5 separate regions of the Mus musculus genome follow, and all the other regions are linked to region 2. Evidence: chromatin contacts called from public HiChIP or PLAC-seq and promoter capture Hi-C data. All regions are on one chromosome and are shown on one strand. Each heading gives the region's core, a stretch centred on a gene start, on an enhancer-like site or on the middle of the called end of the contact. The rest is flanking DNA. Distances are from core to core; before and after follow the strand shown.

Region 1 (2,700 bases), core at 180-2,679, 200 kb after region 2:
CTCTGGAACACACCTTCTGCCTGGGAGAAGCCTCCCTTACTCTACTGGGCTGTGGTAAAGCCAGTGTCAGGGAGGCTTCTAGAGGATGGGCTGAGCCCAGAACCTGCTTGTTCGTACCCTTGGCCTGGGTACGAACGGAGGAGCAGATGTGTGAGCTCTGGCAGGAGGAAGGTGGGGCTGCCCACCCCTGCACAGGTTCTAAGTCAGGAACTGGATCTGCTATGTCAAGTGACAGTGGGAAATCTGTGTGGCCTGGTTACCTCTGCAGTGACTGTGGTTGGGTTGGGGTGCGAAGCCGCTAATACTTACCTCCTGCCGGCCCTCTTTCCCCAGCATCTCTGAGATGCAAAAGAACTTGCCAGAGTTCAATCATCACCAGGTACTTGAATCTGCCACCCCAGCCTGGGAAGGAGTTTTGCTCCATGAGTAGTGGTGGAATATGTCCCCTTCAACATGGAGAAGGCAGCAATTATGGATGAATCCTGTGAAGATTCTCATGGAGCCTCTATGACAGTTCCCACAGGTGATGCCATTGTCTCCACTATAGGGCGGTAAAAAGGAAGGCTGGGGACAGAGGGTGACCCTTTTCAGGCCTCACGGGATCAAGAGTAGTCAGGACATTCTGTGTGCTGGTATGAAGTATTCTGCCTGGCCCAGTTTCCCAGGCCCCTCCTCATTGTGCTGGCCCCTCCTAATCCAGAGGACATAGAATTCAGAACTGGAGGTAAAATGAGGTTGGGTCTGGATCCTAGGCTCCTTTATCATGTGTGAGTGCATCCATGCGTGCATGCATATGTGGGTGGGTGTGTGCAACATACATGTGTGTGAGCAACTGGCCATATTTGTCACTATGTACAGAAATGAACTTAGTACTTGGTACACAGCAAAAACTTTCAGAGTAAAAAACATTAAAGAAACTGAGTCATTAAAGAAACTGTAATAAGAAGCAACTTAATAAGAGAGAGGCTACTCCAACAGGAGGCTCCTTAGAGGGACATGCATCACTTGTCCCAGAATTCCCTGCTCCAGCCTCACCAGGAACTGCTCTGTTTTCCTAGGACCTGCCCAGGAGCAGGGCTGAGTCTTGCTTCTGGGATCTGGTGCTCTGTGTGTCTGGAGTCCACACTTACCACTTAGTCTTGGCCCCCAAAGCTTCTCCCTTCCATCTTCCTATCAGAGCCTCACTGAGGGCTTCCTTCAGCCCTCAGTCCCAACCCATGAGCCGCCCTCACTCCCTGCTCTCCCCTCCCCACCAGAAGATGCTTGCTACATCCCCACCACTGCCTCGCCCAGCTGGGACCCTGGGCTCTCCAGCCCTCTAACACTCCTTGGCCACTCTCTCAGGCTTCCCTGCCCACCTCTGGGCAGGGTACAGAGGCTCCTGATTCTTGCCCTTCCCAAGTTGCTCCCAGGGCCAGGTACTTCCTCTTCCAGGTCGTTACCCAGAGATCAGTGCGGCCTGCCCCACAGCTTCCTCTTCACCCTAAGTCTCCTCTTTAGCCCCATTTCTCCTTAGTTTCACCTTAGCATGCTTCCTGACACCTGACATAATTTTATAACTTGTTTGTAAAATATGTAAACCAATTATATATAAAGTGTGAGTTACTGCCCTTCCTTATACATTGTAAGCCATGAGAGAAGGAAGGAGGGAGGGAAAGGAAGGGAGTCATGGAAGGAGAAAATCAAGAATGGAAGAAGAGGGGAGGGAGAGAGGGAAATGGAGAGATTTGGCTAGGTGGGAACTGAAGATAGGCCATCCTGGGCTACTGAAGATAGGCCACCCTGGGCTACTGAAGTTAGGCCATCCTGGGCTACTGAAGATAGACCATCCTGAGCTCCAGGCCCTTTGGTTGCCAGAGATGATTTTCTAGGCATTAGGCCATTTGGAGACTTCTATCTGTCTGCCCTTGAGGAATAGAGTCTCTGGGACAGATGTGTGGAGCCTTTTGTGGTCAATGGAGGTCAAAGCCCCTTCCTTCACTGGACAGTTCCCCTGGATCTGCAGTGCTGTTCCCTTCTGAAGGATGCAGAGGGAAGGGTGCTTTCCAGAATGGGCCCTTCTAATGGGTTGTTGGGACAAGACTGCTGAGAACTTGGACCCAGAGGGAAAACAGACCCTCTTCCTGACACAGCCTTTGAGGCATGGGATTGCCAGGAACAGGACCCTGGCCTTGTTCTGACAACCCTTTCCTGTCATCAGGCACTCTAGTCTCCTGTGGGGACAGAGAATGAAGGCAGGCTGTTCCTAGCAGGGATGAGGAGCACCTGTCTGTCCCATGGATTCAGGGCCTGTTTGATTCACTCAATGCAGCTCACAGGGGACAGAACCCGAGGTCCTTGGTCCCCAGGCTCCTAGCTGAGGTAGCCCTTACTGCCATAGACAGCCTGGGTACCTAACCCTGCTCCCTGCTCCTGCTCCCCACCACTGCTCCTCACCACTGTGTGTTCCTTCCTTGGTGCCAGTTCTCACAGTATAGTCCACACCACCACCAAGGGCCGTACTCAAGCCCAACTGATTCAGGAGCTCTAAAGTGAGCCTGGTGTTCTGTGTTCAATCTTGGGTATTCTCAATACTTCCGGGATGAAGTTGGAGGGTCCTGACAGGCTTTGTGGGCCTTCCCCTTTGGCCCTGTGTGTTGTGAGCTATCAGCCAGTTTCCCCATCAGACACAGCTGTGATGCATGCCTTGGGTCTGTTGTC
Region 2 (2,731 bases), core at 126-2,625:
TCTTAGGCTAATAGAAAAAACACTGTTAAAAGTCAGTGTATTCCAGACAGTAATAGAAGCCAATATCACAAAACAGTAAAACTTCAGCTGGGCGTGGTGGCGCACACCTTTAATCCCAGCACTTGGGAGGCAGAGGCAGGTGGATTTCTGAGTTTGAGCTAGCCTGGTCTACACAGTGAGTTCCAGGATGGCCAGGGCTACACAGAGAAACCTTATCTTGACCCCCCCCCCAAACAAACAAACAAACCCCCCAAAGCCCCCCCAAAACAAAGAAACCCACAGTAAAACTTTCTCTAATCAAAATGGCCCACTCAGTAAACATTGTCTACTCTACAAAGTGTTGTGGAGCTAAACACTATGTACCCACCATTCAGTGTCTAACCATTAAAGCAAGAGACGTTTCTGACACACTACTACTTAAGATCAAGTGTCACCTCCACATGATCTTGAGTGAGAGGGAAAAAATTACTTAATTCAAAAGAGGAACTAGAAAGAGGGTGCCCTAGGCTCCTCTGAAAAGGTTTGTTTTTACACTGCAATACAGAAGTTTATCTCCAAACAGAGAAAACGGTATTCTGCAAACCTTAGATGGGGGAATGAAAATCTTGGCCAACCACTGTAAATACTGTTTACAAGTAAGGGCAGGAGCGCCCTGGAAGGTATGACGCAGAGGTTTCTACACAATGCCTTCAGCTCTGGGTGATTTAACCTCGTTTAGATCAGGCTCACCCTGGCTTGGGTTGGGCCCACTAGCTGCAAAGGCTGAACTTAACGCTCTGCATCAAGCTTGTCTGAGTCCGAAACTGCGACAGCAAGGGGGCGAGAGGGAGATTTCTGTTCTCAGATCCCTTTCTTTGAGGTTTAGGCAAAAAGCCTCCCGTGCATCAAAGACAGAACCAAAGCAGCGACAGTGGCTTGGGAGGCGCCCTAATTTCTCTTCAGTCGAAGTGCACACTTTTAGTCCATCAAGACAAAAAGCACTCCCTAAAATTCACTTCCGGGAGGGGCCGCCAAAGGTGACCTCACCCTCCAGCCGGGGACGTTGACAGGCTCTGAGGAGCGCATGCGGTCCTCCCCTCTGTGGTCCACCCCGCCTCATCCTCCCGCCGTAGTCCTCCACGTACGATCCTTCTCTCCGTGATCCTCCCACCGGGGTCCTCCGCTCCCACCACCTTGGACCTGGCGCACTTACCCCCGGTTAGGACCCTTGGGGATAAACCAGGGCACGAGGAGGCCCACGAAGCCCCAGAACACGCTCATCACGATCAAAGGCACAGTAAGGCCGTGGTATGCCATGCCTGCGCCCCAGCAGCCGAATCGGTCCGGAGCCTCGCTCTCGTCCCACCCGGAAGTGTCAACAGAGGCTCACGTGATCGGCGCGCTAAAGCCCCGCCCTTTGCGCGCGGCGTGACTCGACCGTCGGACTCCGCCCCTTAGACTAGAGCCCCGCCCTTACCTGGCTAGTCTCAAGGCTGTGGTTCCATGGGGCTTGACTGAGATGAACCTCCAGCCACCGGGGAGGGGACCAGCAGAGTTTTCTGGAAAGAACTTAGGCCCATTTTGGTGATGTGTCATTTACAGTTTTATCTATATTTTACGCGCAGACATAAATAAGTAAAACCTACAATAGTGGACTACTGTTCTAGAGTCTTGTATGCTAGGCTCCTGCTTTGCATTCTTCCATAGCCCATGAACTACTCACAATCGCCATCTCTGCTGCAAGTGAAGAATCACAGTCGCATTGTAAGTAACTTCACGGTTGTAAGGCTCTTAATCGTTGGTGCTGCTGTGTGTCTTGTACAGAGTGCCAGGGTCTGAGTTACAGAAGTAAATCTGACAGCCATCTGAGAGAGGTCACATCTCCAGAGAAGATGGACAGCTGAGGATGACCAGGCCCTACTTTGCATTCCCGCCAGTTGTCACAACAGTTTCAATAAGAATAGGAATTATCGGGGCTGGTGAGATGGCTCAGCAGGTAAGAGCACCCGACTGCTCTTCCAAAGGTCCTTAGTTCAAATCCCAGCAACCACATGGTGGCTCACAACCATCTGTAACAAGATCTGATTCCCTCTTCTGGTGTGTCTGAAGACAGCTACAGTGTACTTACATATAATAAATAAATAAATCTTAAAAAAAAAAAGAATAGGAATTATCACCGGGCATCGTGGAACACGCCTTTAATCCCAGCACTCAGGAGGCAGAGGCAGGCAGATTTCTGAGTTCGAAGCCAGCCTGCTCTACAGAGTGAGTACCAGGACAGCCAGGGCTACACAGGGAAACCCTGTCTCGAAACAAACAAACAAACAAACAAGAATAGGAATTAGCCAGAAATATCATTGTGGCTCGCCAGAATTGTAGGCTCATTGCACCATGAACTTCCTGAGACACAGAGGAGGGGAGCAATTCTTGGAGGTTTTTTTTTCCCTTGGGGCCAGGGACTTGCTATGAGGAACACAACAGCTCCCAAATGCTGGGATTGCCAGTGAAGCACCATGCTGAGCTGAGGTTGGTTTTGCAGAAGCTTGCAGACAGAGCAAGATGAAAAGGGAGATCTGGCAGCTGAATCCAGTGTGCTGGCTGTGGATCCATTTCCCCGTAGTAGCCACCTCTCCTGATTTCTTCATCAAGTAGAATGGATTCCTGAATTAATTGGACCCTTCAGCAGCTGTACCATCTTTGCAAATGATTTTCAGACTTTAACTGAGCCAGCTGTAGTGGCCGCATACTTTTA
Region 3 (2,700 bases), core at 156-2,655, 140 kb after region 2:
GACCCCTGTCTCTACCTGAGATGATACATATAGTCTATATTTTCTTGTAAGAATTTCAAGGTTTTTCTTTACACACAAGACTTGGAGCCACCTGGAATTGTGTGTGTGTGTGTAGGGGTATTTGTACATGCATTTGTGTGTATGAGTTTGTGTGCACATGTTTGTATGTGCGTGTGTATGAATGTATGTGTGCATATGTGTGTATATGTCTACATTTGTGCATGTATGTGTGTGTATATGTGAGTGTACATGTGTGAGTGTGTGTAACTGGGTAACTTTTGATACAGAATCATGACATATAGCCTTTAACAGAAATCAGATTTTCTAATGTATGTGGCCCACTAGGGGCTTTCTCTTCTAAATATCATTTATTAATTCCTATGCCAATTTCATGTTATCTTAATTATGGCCACTATAATAAAATTTGGTACTTGATGGGTCAGCTCTCTGTCCAGAATTCTGATTTACAGGCATTTAGCCTTTCTTGACTCTTTGCTGTCTGTCTAAATTGAACATTCAACTTACTGAATTATATGAAAAGCTCTATTGAACTTTGATTGGAACAGACAATACTTTGTATACATTGTCCTTTTTTTGACAATGAACATGCATTCACCTCTATATGTTATACCCAGATCTTCTTTAATATCACCTAATTTTATAATTATAATTTTATAATTTTCCTGAAAAGATGGTCACAACTTATGTTGGGGTATTTTATATCAGTGATTGAGTTTGTAAATAGTATTTTTTAAAAAGATTTATTTATTTAGAAATTGTGTGTGTGTGTGTAGAGAGAGAGAGAGAGAGAGAGAGAGAGAGAGAGAGGAAGGAGGTGCCTGTGGGAAGTGGGGGAAGGAGTGGGATTCCCTGGGGCTGGAGTCACAGGTGGTGCGAGCTGCTCAGGCTGAGTGCTGGGAACCAAACCTGGGTCCTCTGTAAGAGCAGCAGGAGCTCTTAATTGCTGAGCCTTCTTTCCAGCCCCGAGGAAATACTACCATATACCTTGTATAGGCTTGTTAAAATATATACTATAGTTTCACTGTGTCTAACATGTTTGCTTCTAACAGGACACTGTTTATTAAGAGTTCCTACTACACACAGGAAAGAATGCTCCAGGGATCACTGGATAATCTCACCACCTTGCTCCTTTCACCAAAGTATAAAACCTGGTTTAACTTAACATTCAAATGCCCCCCCCCCGGGGGTGGGGGACGCAGACCCACTGATTCCAGTTCGTTTGCTTAGCTTCTGTGGGAGTGAGCCAGAGGGTCTGAAATAGGACAGGAAAAGGCCAAAAGCCAAAGAAGCAGCCTGGGGGAGAGAAAGTGTGGCTCCCTGGCTCTTCTCACCTAAAGCTGAACTTGGATTAGGAGTCAGTGATGTGGATGGGAGGGGCAGGGTGGGGCAAGTGGTGACGTCAGCAGAGAGGATGACGGGATGACGTAGCCTTTTAGCCTGGATTGAGGAAGTGAGTACAACCAGGAAGTAAGTGTTGGAAACTGTGTATCTTAAAGACTTTGTACTGGCGTAAGTATAAGGGATTTACTAATTTGCTTAGGAAATAATAAATTACCCAAACCAGAATTTAGCTAAAGGAGCACTGCTTCCAATATGACTGGAAGATAGCCCTGTACTAATCAGGGTTGTTAGAATCTGTCAGAAAGAAAATTGTGTAGCAGAATTGAAGTTTAGGATTGCTGAGAGTTTATGCTAATGTTTTATTCACCAAGATTGACCTCCAGCTGGGCTCAATTCCCATAACAAAAGGAGACAACCCGGACATACAGTCATTAGCCCTATCCTTATATCAGAGTATATGTCTCTAAGGGGCAGCACAAGGGTCCCAATGATCAGTAAGTCCTGGTCTGTCATTAAGTTCCCTGTCCACTTATAAGGAAAGTCCTAATTCTGCATGTGAGCAAGAGGAACCCTGGTAACAACTATTCAAAGGGAGCAAGCAACAGTGATGGACTTAAATAACTCTGGCAGTATCTTTGTTGTGTGAATCCCCCATCTGCCCAAGCAGTTAGAGGTAGAGTCTCCTATCTTTGTTTAAATGGTTCAGAGTGTGACCTGAGACCAGGACCTGGAACAACCATAAGGATGACAGCATATGTGGAGTGTATAAGCCCTTGCTAACAAGAAAACGTTTGCTGAGGTCCTAGTCCACCCATGATGGCGACACAGCACATCATGGCAGAGGTGCACAATGGGAGCACAGCTGTCCACCTCACAGCAGTGGGAAACAAAGGAGTAAAGAAAATGGCCAAGACCTCAGCATCTCCATCAAGAGCACACCCTCCCTCCCTTCTTCTCACAGACAGCCAGACGACCTCTCAGAGTGCCCTACCTCTGAAAGGTTCTGCCCATTCGAATAATGCCACTCTTGGGGGGGGGCGGGGGTGAGTGGAAGTTCTGTCCCAGATCCTAGCAATTCTGTAAAATTTTTCTTGTCGCTCTTCTCTGAGCATGAGGAAGGCCTGGGGGTGGGGGGTGGTAGCCCAGCCCACTGATTTGGGATCAAGTGTTCAGACTCTTAGCTGTGGTCATGGGATGGAGGGTGAAGACCTGTATGGGAAAGAAGGAAGATTAAGAAAACACCAAGGATGTTAATAGAGTTTCCAGAAGACTTTAAAAGCCCAGTGTGTCACACCTGCCTTAGGTTCTACAGGAACTTCACAGTAAAGTCTACCTCAC
Region 4 (2,700 bases), core at 171-2,670, 170 kb before region 2:
GGAACACAAATCAGGCCTTTGCTGGCTTCACTATGGCCCAGATGGTTGCCAGCGCCCAATGGCCCACACTGCCCTGCCAGGAGGGACAGTTCACACTCTGCACTCACAAAAGTTTTGATCTCTGGACTTTGGGTTCATGACTTAAGAGTGACTTGTTTAGCTAACCTTTGACCCTACACTCACACTCCGTTTCTATTCCAAAAGCCTCTCCTCTGGTGGCCAACTCGTCCTTCATATCTGTGTGCCTTCTGACTCACAGATCTGTTCACTCTGGGAATCCTTATATCCGAAAACAGGTGATGGACCCTCACCACATGAATTTTCAAGGGCACATCCCCTTTGCAAATCGGTGTGGTGAGCCCAAGCTCTCCCAGAGGTTAGCCTTACCATATACCTTCGGTGGGGGAGGTTTTGCCTGGAATCGATGTGCCTTCTCTTTTTGAGATTACAGCAGGAAAAAGTCCCACTCTGTTGGGTCTGGGAGGGCCCAAGTGTTCCTTAGATCCAGACAGTTGTCTTAGTACAGAACCTGGGTTCCTTAAACCCTGACAGTTTTCAGACAGAAGCAGCACTGGACTGAAAATGTCCCTCCACCTGCCTGATCTGTCCTCTGCCCCGTGGAGTAGAAGCCCAGGAAGGCCCTGGAGGATCGGGCTAGAAAGGGTCTGGGACTTTTGTGGTGGCCTAGGAGGGTGAAAAATGAAGCAGCTTGGGCTTCAGGAGAATCCAGGCAGACAACCCAGAAGGCAGCTCTCCTCCAGGAAGAGTCAATTCCCCAACAATGCTTCCTTCTCTCTGGAGAGGTGCCTGGCCCCACCGCTTAGTCTGAAGCAGGTGGCCACTCCCACCCCACAATTAGCCACTTCACCTTTCCATTCAGCTCAGAACCCCTTGGGGCCCCTCTGGGTTCCTGGGTTGAATTTGGTCCTGTAGGTCAAATTAACTACCGCTCCCCAATCCAATTCTTAAACTCATGTGTTAAACTCAGTGTTCGTCCCAGAACAACTGTCTTCTCTGTGATTCTCTTTCTATGCAGGCTACTCTTAGGCAGACTTCAGTAAACAATATTGTAGTCATAGTCTTGATCCCTGAAAATAACCCCCCTCTTCTGGCTTTCAATCCATCCTCACCAGCCCATTTAGTGATACAGGACACAGTGCAAAGAATATTTATTCAAATCCTCGACCCACCCCCAACCCTGCGTTTAGACTCAGCATAACAGAATCAGGTATTTTCTTTGAGTGTGTCTGGCTGGGATTTTCAGGCTAACGAGGAGCAATCTCCTTGCAGGAGTGGGAGACTATCCCAAATGTGTCGCGGCCCCTTTAAAAAAAGCTGAGCAGGATTTTTTTTTCCCATCCCTATGTCTATATTAGGTGACGCAGAACTGCCCGTCGCTCCTGTCATCCAGGCCCCTGGCCCAATGGCAGGCTGAATCCCCCCTACTCCAGCCTGCTCCCGCCTCTTCTGCCCCTGGTGCTCCGCGCTACCTGCTGCCGCGCGCCACATCCAGGGCAGAGAGGCGGGTGCGCGGGCGGGCGGCGGGCACCATGCGGGGAGGCTGTCCCCAGGGGTGGGCAGCACCACTCTCTGCTACCCACCTGGCGCTGTGAAACCTGCGTCGCCACCATGTTCCCCAGCCCTGCGCTCACACCCACGCCTTTCTCAGTCAAAGACATCCTGAACCTGGAGCAGCAGCAGCGTAGCCTGGCGTCTGGGGACCTGTCTGCGCGCCTCGAGGCCACCCTGGCCCCTGCCTCCTGCATGCTGGCCGCCTTCAAGCCCGAGGCCTACTCTGGCCCCGAGGCGGCAGCGTCCGGCCTGGCAGAGCTGCGCGCGGAGATGGGCCCCGCGCCTTCGCCCCCCAAGTGCTCTCCTGCTTTCCCAGCCGCCCCCACATTTTACCCGGGAGCCTACGGTGACCCTGACCCAGCCAAAGACCCTCGGGCGGATAAAAAAGGTAAGGAGAACCTCAAGCTCTTCCCTTCTGGAATCGCTTTCATGTCCAAAACCCTGAGCCAAGAAACCCAGGCCTGACAGTAGCTCAGTCCGGGGTGAAGGCTGGGCGCGGGGAGTTTGGAGTATAAGATTCCAGGCTGTCCCGCAGTCAGTCCGAAGTTTAGAGGGAACGCCGAATTTAGAGGGTCAGGAAAAAAGAAGGGAGAGAGAGAGAGGGAGAGAGTGAGAGAGTGAGAGTGAGAGAGAGAGAGAGAGAGAGAGAGAAGATTAAAATGTTGTTTTCGGCCTACAAAACCCCAGTAGGTTAGGGCCTTGTTCTTGGATCTGTTACAAAGTTAAGCTATCTAACAATCCGCGTTAGAACAAATCTTCGTACTGGAGAGTTAAAATCTCTTCCAGATTTGGGGGTACTTTGAGACACTGAGAACTGCTAAACCGAAAGCTTAGCCCCGTGTATCCTGGGCCTTGTGTAGCCCACCCTGCCTTTCTGGGCCTTGCCTCCTTTGTGCCAAAAGAGAGGAGTCTGGGGACCGGGTTGTGATTTTGAGATGCGATGCTGCGGATCCCAGGAGCTGGGGTTGGCTTTGTTTTTCTAGTACAATCTCCAGGCAGGATCAGGCAGAAATTCCTTTCTGGGAACTGTTGGGAAATACGGAACGAATAAAGACACTGAGAAGTGAAGAGCAGGCTTCCGAAGGTGGCCGAATACCAAATATCTCAGAGTAGGGAGAGGGGCTCCTG
Region 5 (2,700 bases), core at 110-2,609, 240 kb after region 2:
ATGGGACAGAAGAGAGGTATCAAGAGGCAATTGGCACCCAGGACCTCAAGCCTCAGACCTTGTCCCTTAAGCCTTAAGGGCCCTGGACTCCAGTTGCCCCTGACCTGCAACCTCAGATCCTGCACATTACCCAGATCCACCGACCTCCAACCTCAGGTCTAAAATCCTACACTCCTGATTCCCTCTACCTCTAACTTCACAGTCCGTAACTCCCAAACCTCAAAACCTGGAGCTTACATTGCCAACCCCTGCAACCTCAGACATGAGACTCTAGACTCCGGCTCCTCTAGATCTCGTATCTCAAACTTCAGGCCCTACTCAGATCACAGACGGGTCAGGCAGAACCCCATTGCCCTAAATGTAAGGCCCTGGCCCCCAGATCTGCCTGACTTCTGATCCCTAGCTCCCCTGGATCTCACCCACGCTCTTCCTGACCTCAGACTTCCATCCAGGTTACCCTGGCTTTATAGCTGCAGGTGGCTGGACTGGCTTGTGTTCCCTGAGCCTCCAGTCCTTGCTGTACCCAACCTCCCACTGCTTTGGAAGGTTCTTCTTTCCCTTCCATCTCCACCCTGCTTCCTCTTTCCTCCCACCCCGCCCGGCCCGTTCTTGAACTTGTGATGTCTGTCTTAGTGTTCCAAGTTCTGGAGTTCATGTACCATGCCCGACTTCTTGCTTCTTCCTTTGTCCTTTTCTCTCTCTCCCTCCAGAGGTTTTCATACATTTGCACAGCTGGGCATTGAAAGTTCCTTTATTGTTTCCCTACTTAAAGCAAAACATCAACCTAAAGAGCAAATCTGACACTGGGGCCCTAGCCTGTGGCAGGCTAACCTGAGCTCTCGGATCTCATTGACTACAGCAACCGACAGGCATGAACGATCACTACGGCCATTTAGCATGGGAACGGAGGCACAGAACCACGCTGTCTTGTCTAGATTCAGGGTTCTTTACCACAATGCCACCAGGAACAGAAAGGACAGGGCACATGACAGAATGGAGACAGTAGAGAAAAGAGGAAGCGAGGATGCCAGTGTATTGAGTGGGAGGTGCTATTTGCTGGGAGAGCAGGAGTCGGGGAGAGTCAAGAGTTCCATCTAGCAGGCTCAGTACAAGGCTGGGGTATCAGAGAGAGGCAGGTAAGCAGCAGGAGGGTGGAGTGTGCATTTGGGAATTCTAGACTTTGCAAAGTCCTCTGGGGTTCCTGTGTTGGGGGCTAGATTGAGAGGTACTGCAGGTTCTGAGGGGCAGGGATCTGGGTGCCCATTGGCAGTGCTGGTCCCCAAGGGTAAATGCTGGCCTGAAGAGTTACTCAGTCCTGTGAGAATAGGTTTTTAGGAAGAGAGCAGGCCTGACCACCGACTCTCCGGCTTCTAGTTTCACTATGCTATGTCTCCTGCTTGTTCCTCCTGTCGCCCCAATAGCAGCTCCCAGAGGCCCTGCAGCCGGCGCATCATGCTTTTCTGATGAAGCCTCGGGTATTTGGTTGCAGTAGACAGAAGCGAGGCTAACATGGAAGTTCAGAGATGGCATCCATGTCCTGCTCATGTCCTCAGATCAGGGGACATTGTCTTGCTTTATGACAGCTTGTTCAAGTCTACAGCTGTTTATACATATGCACACATAACTATCTTCAGATTATGTTACACATACACACACATACATCCAACCACACCCTGTGTGGCTCTAAGAGCTGAATATATATTTAAAATGTGTTTATATGTACTTTTAAAACATTTTTGTTGTTTTTATGTTCATGTGTGGTTTGTGTGTGTGTGTGTGTGTGCGCGTGTGTACTATATACCTGGTACCCACAGAAGCCAGAAGAGGGTGTTGGATACCCTAAGATTGGAATTACAGATATTTGTGAGCCACCTTGTGGGTGCCAGGAATAGAACCTGGGTTCTCTGGAAGAGCCGCAAGTGCTCTTAACTGCTTGAGCAATTTCTTCAGCCCCATGTGCACTGTCTTTTACATGTGTTTTATGTGTGCTGTCGTACACAATTCAAGAGAATGAGTGCACCCAGCACAAAATCCAGGGCCTTCTATCTCAGCAGTAGAGGGCCTGTGGTCTTTACAGTCAGGTACATGATGACTTGCAAGGCCTATGGAGGACTGCTACTCTGGTTTCTGTACCCACACCCAAATTTCCTTGGTGAGAATAGCCCATCCTCACTGTTATCACCTGAGGAGTTGGGGTCTCTCTACCTGGTCAGTCACTACTACCCAAACCCCTGCCTATAGCCACAAGTCGAGAGATAGGGATGTGAACCATAATGCATGGGATGAGGCCAGTAAGTCTTGAGACCCAGAAAAGCAGCTGGTAGGCCAGAGGACTGCTACAGCAGGTGACCCTTTGGCCCACAGGATGGCTAAGCTGAGGAGGAAGCAGGAGGGAGAAGGGAAGATGCCTCCCCAGGCTCCACCCTTTGCCGCTCGCCACTCACCGCTGTGACCCTTTCTTCCTTAAATAATATTGAAGCAACTGAGTATTTCAGACTGTCTAGCCTGCGATGACGTGGCTTTGGTGTGATATTTGTTTAATCTGACCCAGACATTGGAGTACATGCAGAGGAAGGATGGGAGCCACTCAGACTCACACCTTTGTGCCAGGAAGAGGGATGGTTCTCCTCCAGCCAGCATCCCTGGGCCCCTCTGTGTTAGTCCTGATGTATGTGGCATAAGCCAATGATCACAAATATA

What was found. Promoter capture Hi-C pulls out the DNA fragments that hold promoters and counts their contacts. HiChIP or PLAC-seq counts read pairs in DNA pulled down with a chosen protein or histone mark.
Region 1: a promoter capture Hi-C map of neutrophils shows a contact between it and region 2, with 4 times the contacts expected there. The contact joins the enhancer-like site here to the promoter of Atp6v0e in region 2. A contact is called at or near these places in 7 of 39 promoter capture datasets (the C10 cell line, cranial neural crest, embryonic stem cells and 3 more), 1 of 15 datasets of contacts at CTCF or cohesin (the NIH/3T3 cell line), 2 of 484 Hi-C or Micro-C datasets (bone marrow-derived macrophages and germline stem cells), 17 of 115 datasets of contacts at active chromatin or transcription factors (the 230-238 cell line, the HPC-7 cell line, the NIH/3T3 cell line and 10 more) and 2 of 9 other capture datasets (adipose tissue and liver).
Region 3: a contact with region 2 is called in an H3K4me3 HiChIP or PLAC-seq map of bone marrow-derived macrophages, with 2.3 times the contacts expected there. The contact joins the enhancer-like site here to the promoter of Atp6v0e in region 2. A contact is called at or near these places in 1 of 39 promoter capture datasets (the C10 cell line), 1 of 484 Hi-C or Micro-C datasets (B cells), 4 of 115 datasets of contacts at active chromatin or transcription factors (bone marrow-derived macrophages, embryonic stem cells and pancreatic cancer cells) and 3 of 9 other capture datasets (adipose tissue, liver and pancreatic islet).
Region 4: a promoter capture Hi-C map of the SN4741 cell line shows a contact between it and region 2, with 5 times the contacts expected there. The contact joins the promoter of Nkx2-5 here to the promoter of Atp6v0e in region 2. A contact is called at or near these places in 9 of 39 promoter capture datasets (3T3-L1-derived adipocytes, the SN4741 cell line, embryonic stem cells and 5 more), 1 of 15 datasets of contacts at CTCF or cohesin (CD8 T cells), 3 of 484 Hi-C or Micro-C datasets (B cells, the HL-1 cell line and the N1E-115 cell line), 17 of 115 datasets of contacts at active chromatin or transcription factors (the SCID.adh cell line, T-cell acute lymphoblastic leukemia, bone marrow-derived macrophages and 8 more) and 3 of 9 other capture datasets (adipose tissue, embryonic stem cells and liver).
Region 5: a contact with region 2 is called in an H3K4me3 HiChIP or PLAC-seq map of bone marrow-derived macrophages, with 4 times the contacts expected there. The contact joins the enhancer-like site here to the promoter of Atp6v0e in region 2. A contact is called at or near these places in 1 of 39 promoter capture datasets (liver), 1 of 484 Hi-C or Micro-C datasets (bone marrow-derived macrophages), 15 of 115 datasets of contacts at active chromatin or transcription factors (the SCID.adh cell line, bone marrow-derived macrophages, embryonic forebrain and 6 more) and 2 of 9 other capture datasets (adipose tissue and liver).

What each region holds. Positions count from the first base shown.
Region 1 is chr17:26,479,875-26,482,574 of GRCm38.p6, reverse strand. All of the region lies in intron 1 of Gm34455 (a long non-coding RNA gene), which reads left to right. Among named protein-coding and RNA genes, the nearest start is that of Gm34455, 23 kb to the left of the region's middle. Within about 2 kb of position 1,429, at least 13 of the 459 cell types and tissues checked have an H3K27ac peak or open chromatin away from gene starts, as enhancers often do. A contact at or near this core is called in the HPC-7 cell line and neutrophils, where this site is marked.
Region 2 is chr17:26,675,040-26,677,770 of GRCm38.p6, reverse strand. Atp6v0e (ATPase, H+ transporting, lysosomal V0 subunit E) reads right to left here and starts at 1,375. Exons shown (of 4, transcript NM_025272.2): 1 at 1,193-1,375. The coding sequence starts at 1,296.
Region 3 is chr17:26,537,001-26,539,700 of GRCm38.p6, reverse strand. No RefSeq gene overlaps it. Among named protein-coding and RNA genes, the nearest start is that of Gm34606, 3.4 kb to the right of the region's middle. Within about 2 kb of position 1,405, at least 124 of the 459 cell types and tissues checked have an H3K27ac peak or open chromatin away from gene starts, as enhancers often do. A contact at or near this core is called in B cells, bone marrow-derived macrophages, embryonic stem cells and 1 more, where this site is marked.
Region 4 is chr17:26,840,285-26,842,984 of GRCm38.p6, reverse strand. It overlaps Nkx2-5 (NK2 homeobox 5), which reads left to right and starts at 1,420. Exons shown (of 2, transcript NM_008700.2): 1 at 1,420-1,960. The coding sequence starts at 1,630.
Region 5 is chr17:26,435,965-26,438,664 of GRCm38.p6, reverse strand. All of the region lies in intron 2 of Neurl1b (neuralized E3 ubiquitin protein ligase 1B), which reads right to left. Among named protein-coding and RNA genes, the nearest start is that of Neurl1b, 22 kb to the right of the region's middle. Within about 2 kb of position 1,359, at least 48 of the 459 cell types and tissues checked have an H3K27ac peak or open chromatin away from gene starts, as enhancers often do. A contact at or near this core is called in adipose tissue, bone marrow-derived macrophages and microglia, where this site is marked.